2 separate regions of the Mus musculus genome follow, and region 2 is linked to region 1. The links are chromatin contacts, called in public targeted proximity ligation maps. All regions are on one chromosome and are shown on one strand. The core of a region is the stretch at or near the end of the contact, and the rest is flanking DNA. Distances in the headings are between cores, read along the strand shown.

Region 1 (4,099 bases), core at 1,031-3,530:
TTTGCAATGCTGGGAATTTGACCTATGGTCATGCCCTATATCAGCATTTAAAAAATCCTCCCATTGTTATGTTGAACTTGCTAGCAAAGAGCTGGAGTCTGATAGATTGCCTGAGTTGGGAGTCCAAAGCCATTCTAGACCACAGACCCTTTCAGATAAGGATTAAAAAAAAAAACAAAAACAAAAACAAAAAACCTTTCTGGGAATGGTGGAATAGTTCAAGGACATCCTGAGATCCTGAGACTTTTAAGTTGAAGGCTATTCTGGACTAAGTCTCAAAACTATTGTTGGGAAGATTGGAGAAAGGACAAGTAGTGGATACTTGGTTACAGGAAAAAAAGTTCTGAAATTTTGTTTTGTATGATAGGGTGACTAGATAATTCCTAAATGGTTTTTACAGAGCTAAATGAAAGGAGTTTTAAATGTTTTTATTATGATGTAACATTGAAACAGAAACATAGTTACTGGTAGGAACATAGTATTTTCTTTTGTGAGTTTTTTTTTATTGAATATATGTTGAAACTATTTATTGTTCAGCAAAGAGAAACAGTTTGTGTAATAGGACAGGGTTCCAGGTAGCCTAGGCTGACTATATTTCTTTTCTCCCTTTCCCTTTCTTCCTTTCTTTCTTTCTTTCTTTCTTTCTTTCTTTCTTTCTTTCTTTCTTTCTTTCTTTCTTTCTTCCTTTCTTCCTTTCTTCCTTTCTTCCTTTCTTCCTTTCTTCCTTTCTTCCTTTCTTCCTTTCTTCCTTTCTTCCTTTCTTTCTTTTTTGAGACAGGGTTTCTCTGTATAGCTCTGGCTGTCCTGGAACTCACTCTGTAGACCAAGCTAGAACTCTGAAATCTACCTGCCTCTGCCTCCCAAGTGCTGAGATTAAAGGCGTGTGCCACCATTGCCATGCTGACCATCTTGAGATATAGTGGAGTTTACCTCCACTTTCAATGTTGTCCAGGAATTGCGGACATGTACCACTACCCCAGGTTTTTTTGGTGATAGAAACTAGTGCACATGCTGGCCAGTGGTGGTGTATGCCCCTTAAATCCCAGCAGAGGTAGACAGATCTCTTGAGTTTGCCTAGCTAGCAAAGTGAGTTCCAGAACAGTCAGGGTGGTTAAATAGAGAAACTGAAACCTTGTTTTGGGCGGGGATGGGGGTTTGGGGGTAGGGGTGGGACAAAGAAAAACTGCATATTAGACAAGCTACTTCCTGGACTAAATATGTAAATTGTTACATATCCGTGAATAAAGTATCATTGTTGTAGTGTAGACTTGGTACCCACTTTTAGCTCTGTAGTCACTTGCTGAAGAGAGGTGACCCTGAAGAAACTACAGCTCGTGGAGCGGAAAATCTAGAAGGAACTTTTAAAAATTGTCCCATGGTAATGACATAATTTTGGCCTAAAATTGGAAGGCTGATGAGATGGTTCAACAGTTAGAGCACCAAACCTGAGGTCCCAAGGCTAAAACTCCAAAGTCCTCTGGTCCTCACGAACATGTGTAACTGTTTTCAAATCCTATTTTTAATGATGATTCTTAAACACTTTAACCTCCCTTGTAGTCCACCACCCACCAGAGGTTGTGGAAAATGAAAGATACGGGGGATGTGGACATGTTTAGAAAGATTCTTTGGAGTAGCTTTTGTCTGTTGTCTGGAAATCTGCAGTTCACTTCACAGGCTAGCAGTGGCAGCTTGATCCACTCAGACATTTCATGAATCTATCAGCAGTTCAGTTCGGTAGAGTAGGGATAGCGAACACGAAGCAGCGGTGGCACAACCTAACAGACAACCAGGACAATCAGCACAAAGCAGGAGGGACCAGCAGGAATGCCATTAGAAAACATTTACATCACAACTCCTAACGGCAAAATTACAGTTTTGAAGTAGCAACAAAATGAATTTTATGATGGGGAGGATGCCAAATCATGAGGAACTGTATTAGAGGGTCCCAGTATTAGGAAGATTGAGAATCACTGGAAACGACCTAGCCAAGCACCTGGTGCGTTTTAGATTTCACTCATTGGTTGAACAAGTAATGAACAACCGTTTCTTTAAGCAGCCAATGCTGAGGCTGAAGGATGGTTGAGTGAGTCTAGAAAACTCAGTGACAAGGGTGGAGCTTGTGCTCAATTGGGAGCTTCAAGATGATTATAGAGCTAGGCCACACAAGCTCTTGGTCAGCCTGCCACGACCGCTTGACCCAGCGGATATAGCGTCAACGCCCTGAATGGCCTACCAGGAGGCGGGACCGGAAGCTGCCTGTGGGAGGGACGCCACTAGCCGGAAGTGGTCCCAGGTGTCGCTCAGAGTCCCGCGTTCCCGGGAACTAGTAAGGGAGCCTGGGGAAGGCGGGGCGCGGCCCGGGCGGCCGGGGCGGGGCCGGCGGGAGGGCGGAGGGCCGGGCGGACCTGTCCCTGCCGGTCCCGGTGGACCCCGCCTGCCCCGGTGGCACCGGCCATGAAGCTGAAGCTGAAGAACGTGTTTCTTGCCTACTTCCTGGTGTCGATCGCCGGCCTCCTCTACGCTCTGGTGCAGCTCGGTGAGCGGGGCGGGGCGGGGCGGTGTGCGGAGGGCCGGCCCAAGGCGCTGGGGATGAGACCCGCAGACAGCGGCTTCCCGCTCGCTCAGCCCTCGGGACAGCCCTCGGTGACCCCTTGTGTAGAACTCTCGGCAGTCTGCAACTCCGCGGATACCGGTCAAGCCCCAAATGACCCCGCCGCCGCCAAGCAACCTATTTTCCACCCTCCCCTTGCTCTGCCTCTCAGACCGGCTTGCTGATAGGTTTTTGAGAACCCCCTGGTTCATTGTCCCCTCCAGCTTTTGACCAGCTGTGCTCTCCCCACCTCCAGGCCATCTATTTCTCATCCTGGTTTTAGGCCAGATGTCACATCAGGACTTCCCTGACCACCTTAGCTCAAGTAACCCTTATTAGTCTTGATCTCTTTTAATTTTCTAAGTGGCCCATATCACAATTTGTAATGACTTTATTAGTGTCTACCTCTTCCACTAAAGTAGCTAGGGAGTAGGGACTGCCCCCCCCTTTTATTCAATAAATATTTGTCGTGTAATGGAATCTGTGAACTTACTGACAAGTCAGTGGTCACGTGACCACGGAGCGCCTTGAATCCAGCCTTTTATGTGGGAGCTTGGTAAACGCTTTTCAGGTAGTGCCATTACAGGAGAGCCTCTAGTTCAGACTGTTATATTCCTTATGTGTGGAAGGTAAAATTAGGATCAGAAGGTAGAAAGGACAGAAAGGCTGACAGATAATCGTCGAAATGTACTAGTGAAAATAGTGGCAGGGCTGAGGGTGTAGCACAGTGGTAGAACACTCACAAGTGTAAGGCCCTGGGTTGGAGCCCCAGCAAAGAAAAATAGAGTGACAGATGGAACTGGTTAAAATTGAAGAGTTGAATGTTGTGGCACACCGTTTGGGAAACAGGTCAGTGGGTTAAAGGTCTGAGGTCAGTCAGCTTGGAGCCATTATAGCAAGACCTACCTTAAAACAGTAACACAGTAACAGTGAAAGGTGAAGAGTCTCTGACACCATTCTAAAAAAAAAAAAAAAAGCAAGTTACAAGGGAATTTCTGTATTGGCTAGGAATTAAAAAGAATTGGCCTGGGTTTTTGAACTACTTACTATCCTGTGGTTCTCTGTCACAACTTGCTCACCCTGTTGGTGCTTCCTGGTACCAGGCCAGCCTTGCGACTGCCTCCCTCCGCTTCGAGCTGCAGCTGAGCAGCTTCGGCAGAAGGACCTGAGGATATCCCAGTTGCAAGCTGATCTCCGTCGCCCACCCCCTGTCCCAGCCCAGCCCCCTGAACCTGAGGCCCTGCCTACTATCTATGTCATTACCCCCACCTACGCCAGGTACGGCTCTGGTACACTCAGGAGCTCTGTATTGAACAGGAAGAGGGTTAATGATGAATCTGGGGAGGCACTGAAGTATGGGGTGATGCTTAAACTAGAGCTTGCCAAATGTTATGAAAAGTGATCCGCATCTTTAGTCAGGTTTGTGGGAAAATGTCTTTTTCCTTTAAAAATAGACAAAGGAGTATTAGGAAGTAGATTACCGAGTTATTGCAAAACTTTAACGACAAT
Region 2 (4,099 bases), core at 594-3,093, 190 kb after region 1:
TTGTGACCAAGCTTGTTGCTGAGGGGAAAAAATTTAAACAAATGGGGATTAGAATCAGGCAGAGCTGGGGTGCAAGTCTCCACTGTGCAGTTATCCTGTGTGTTAGATGCTAGGTCTCTATCCCTGACTTCAACTGTGCTCTGCCTGGTAGGGCTCATTTAGAACTAAAGAGTGATGGTTAATGCCCTGTCTACTCCATATTGTAGAACCAGAAGTGAAAATGTTCCCTAAACCATAGAATATGAATCCGATATTCTCCTTTGTGTGGACACCCATGCAGGGAACAGCAGAGTCCCTGCCAGCTTAAGGGAAGGGTCAAAATAGTCCATGTTAACTTCTGAGGCCACAGAGCAGTGGCTTATTTAGTTATTTGTTTGTCTATATAGACGCGATTCTTACTCTGTACTTGAGGATGGCCTGAGCCTCCCTGCCTCAGCCTTCTGAGTTCTGGACCACACTACACAGCCAGCGGCCCATGGTAAAGATGCAGGCTGATAACCTTGAAGCATGGAAGGGGATTGGAAAACAAAGGGTGGTCTGGTTGGTGTGGTTTGGGATGATAATATATAATAATGACTAACACATGCTGCGTGGTATCTAGGGATTTCCCATGCAGTAAGTAATTGGCCATTACAGCACTGGAGAGGGTACTACCAGTCTTCGGTCTTTCAGAGTGAGGATCCTGGGAGGTCTAGTGACAGACCGGCTGAGAAGCACAGATTCCAAGAAAGAAGGTGGGGTTTCCTCATTCCTCAGGCTGCTTCTCTGAGGCTTGGACACAGCTGCCTCCCATGTGACTCCCAGGAAGCCTTGAAACAGAGGTGGACTCAGAAGCTGGCTTGTGTGTGGTGCAGCCTCAGAGCCCTAACAGCACTAAAGGGTCTGAAGGTCTGGTCCCGTGTGTGCCAGGCCTCTGAGCTAGGCAGCTCTCCTGAGGCTGACTGCACAGTGTTCTGAGAATTGCCCTGGTGAGGCGCAGGATGTCTGCTGAGTGTTAGAGCGGCTGGGTTGTTTTGCACTGGCCCCTTCCCTGGCATGGACGTCCCTGTGGAGGCTGGGGCTGGGGCTGGGGCTGGCCATGTGGGGAGGTGGTAGAGCAATAGCCATGGTGGTTATAGATAGGAACCAGGGCTGACATCACTTTTGTCAAACACAGTGAAGCCCTTGCCAGGGGTCCACTGAAAAGTTGGTCAGGACATGGGTCTATTCCTCTGCAAGTTTGAAAGCAGAGGAACTGCCCCCACAGGCCAAGCAGCCAGTTTCTGCAGCACATTTTCAAGTTCCAACTCTGTTGGGAACCTGGAGGCAGAGATGGGGGCAGGAAGAGGTGGCTTTACCCAAGTGACAGTGCCCCACCCAAGGTCCCGACCCTTTCTGGGTAGAACAACAAATATGTTGAGAGCAGACAGCAAATATGTTGGAATTTGTACTACCACAGGGACAGGGTGGGAAAGGGCTTGGGAAAGTAGCACACGTTTTAGTCATGAGGCATCTGTGGTGTGATATCTGCATGATCTATGTTAGAGATAAAGATGAAATGGCCAGGACTGGGGAGGCTCAGGACAGACAGGCTGGATCAGGATGAAGTCAGCCCAAAGGTATGTGGGGCCCACACCTCACTCAGTGGGTGCAGAGGAGGGGCCTGGACAAGCCCGGAGGAAGGAAAACTTGGCCCTCTTCTTTCTTGCTTTTAAGATTAAATACTTGGTTTCTGACTGGAAGGCCGGGGGTTCAGAAGTTCCAGTCCCTGGGGATCTGCATGGGGCAGGGAGTGCTAGGCTGTACTGGAAGGTCAGCAGAACCACAGATCCTTAGCCCAAGGTAAATACTCTTGGGTTTGCAGTGAGAGGTGTACAGCTGCACTGGTTTGTAAACACTTCTGAAAATGCCCTTTGACTTTGATACACTGGGGTGGCCTGGCTATTGTGTTGGGAAGAGGGGGGCCCTGGGAAAGGTTGGAGGTAAGAGGAGTTAGGAAGAACAACAAACAGACCCTTTGTAGGAGGGGAAGTGACCTGGGCAGGAAGGGGGTGGGCAAGCCCTTTCCTGTGAGCAGCACAGGGTGAACCTAGTCTCACCTGCTCTTCTCACCCTAGCCAAACTCTGGGTGGGGCCTGTGCTTTGGCACAGCCCATAGTTCCCTGTCCAGTCTTCTGCCTAGGGCCCATGTCATGGCCCAGTGTTGCTCAGGTTTAGGTCACGGTCCAGAAATGCTCAGGAGCTGGCATGTCTATTGGCAATAGTCTACTTGGCACACAGCCAGCAAGTATCCCTGGGCTGTGGTCTTCAGTCACGAATCTCTCCCAACCATCTGAGGAACCTGACCAGTGGAGAAAGTATCACACCACGGGCACAGGATTCTATACACGTCTGTCACCCTAGAAAAGAAAGGTGGTGAAAATAGATAGCCCCATTGTAAGGAAAGATGGGCATAGTTGAATGAGGACAGAATATTATATGACAGTTTACTGACATGGAAAGGTAGAGAATATTGACTAAGAGAGTTTCATGGGGCTGGAAAGATGGCTCAGTGGTTAAGAGCACAGGCTTCTCTTGCAGAAAATCTGGGTTCAGTTTCCAGGGCCCCTCCAAAATGGTGTAACTAAAATTCTTTTCTGACTCATGTGGGCAGCAGGCACATGTGATGTGAATACATACACACTTGCAAACCATTCAAACACATACAAGTTTTAAAAAGTTACACACACACACACACACACACACACACACACTTTAGCATGTCTGGTCTCATTTTGGGAGAACTGTAGGATAAGTGTGTAGGTCGATGCTGAGGACCCTTCCCTATTACTTTCCATCTTGATTTTTGAGGCAGGGTCTCTCATTGAACACAGAGATTGACATTTTGGCTAGACTGGTTGCCAGAGGCCCTTGGGACCTTTTTTGTTTCTGCTTCCCAGGTTTGGCATTACATGTCTGTAACACAACCCATGGATTTTTTTTACACAGGTGCCGGAGAGATAAGAACTCAGGACTTCTTGCTTGAACATCAAGCTTTTCCCCTCTGAGCCATTTTTCAAGCAGCTACTTTGTTGCAGGTCATTTTTCTCTTAAAAATACTTAATGAAAGACTGCTGACCTTTGAGAATCCAGGACCTGTCCCCTTCTGGCATGTAGGTATACATGCAGACAGAGCACTCCTTATATTAAAAGAAAAATAATTAAAAATCCTTCCAGAGGTCCTGAGTTCAATTCTCAGCAACCAGATAGTGGTGGCCTATGACCATCTATAAAGGGAGCCGATGCCCTCTTCTGGCATGTAGATATGCAGGCAGACAGATCACCCTGCATAAAAAAAAAGCATTGGGGACCTGCCCTAGGTACTAAGTGGTGACTATTGAGCCTTCTAGGATGAGAAGACTCAAACTATTGTTTTTATTTGACAGGGTCTCATATAGCCCAGGCTGGCCTCAAACTCCTTATATGGCTGAGGTCACCCCTGAAACTCCAGAGCCTCCTGCTTTACCAAGTGCTGGGAATATAGCTGTGTGTCATTGTACCTGCCTCCAACCTCTTTTCTTCTTGGCACCAAATTATAACCTCAGAACCCAAGTTCCTGAGTTCTGTATAGAATCTACAAAGTGCCGGTAAGAGCATAGTAGATGTTAAATCTGAGATGATGTTAAGTTCTCATCCACACTTGTTTTATTTATCAATCTAATCATGTTACTTTCTAGACTCTGTACAGAAGTCAGGAGCTTTGGTTCTGAAAACCCAATTTCATTTTAATATTGGGTTGATGAAAAGCAGAATTTGAAGGATAAAGTTATTAGGATATGTTGGTTTTCCCAACCTCTGACCCAGAATGCTTTTGGGCTGCCCCTAGATCTGGATGACATCTGGCTGGGGGCCACAGGACTTGTGAATGGGGAAGTTGACATAAACACATTTAACATGCCCCGAGGGACTCTCTTTAGCTCCACACTCCCACCCCTGCCAAAGGTCTGGATGCCTGAGTTTTCTTTTCACATTTCTGACTCCTTGGGACACAGAACTCACTATGGCTCAACTCTCCCTGGATGTCTGAATGTGGCATTTAAGCTGTGGAAGGAGTCACACAAATGACACCCATAAACCACAC

The links.
Region 2: a contact with region 1 is called in a targeted proximity ligation map of pancreatic cancer cells. A contact is called at or near these places in 11 of 39 promoter capture datasets (the C10 cell line, embryonic stem cells, frontonasal cranial neural crest and 6 more), 19 of 484 Hi-C or Micro-C datasets (the N1E-115 cell line, bone marrow-derived dendritic cells, bone marrow-derived macrophages and 7 more), 21 of 130 datasets of targeted methods (the 230-238 cell line, the HPC-7 cell line, the NIH/3T3 cell line and 13 more) and 4 of 9 other capture datasets (adipose tissue, embryonic stem cells, liver and 1 more).

Annotation. Positions count from the first base shown.
Region 1 is chr19:8,918,113-8,922,211 of GRCm38.p6, forward strand. It overlaps B3gat3 (beta-1,3-glucuronyltransferase 3 (glucuronosyltransferase I)), which reads left to right and starts at 2,281. Exons shown (of 5, transcript NM_024256.2): 1 at 2,281-2,536; 2 at 3,694-3,868. The coding sequence starts at 2,455. It overlaps Gm36629 (a long non-coding RNA gene), which reads right to left and starts at 3,730. Exons shown (of 3, transcript XR_003952913.1): 1 at 3,638-3,730; 2 at 3,497-3,548; 3 at 487-3,205.
Region 2 is chr19:9,105,473-9,109,571 of GRCm38.p6, forward strand. No RefSeq gene overlaps it. Among named protein-coding and RNA genes, the nearest start is that of Gm41805, 7.8 kb to the left of the region's middle.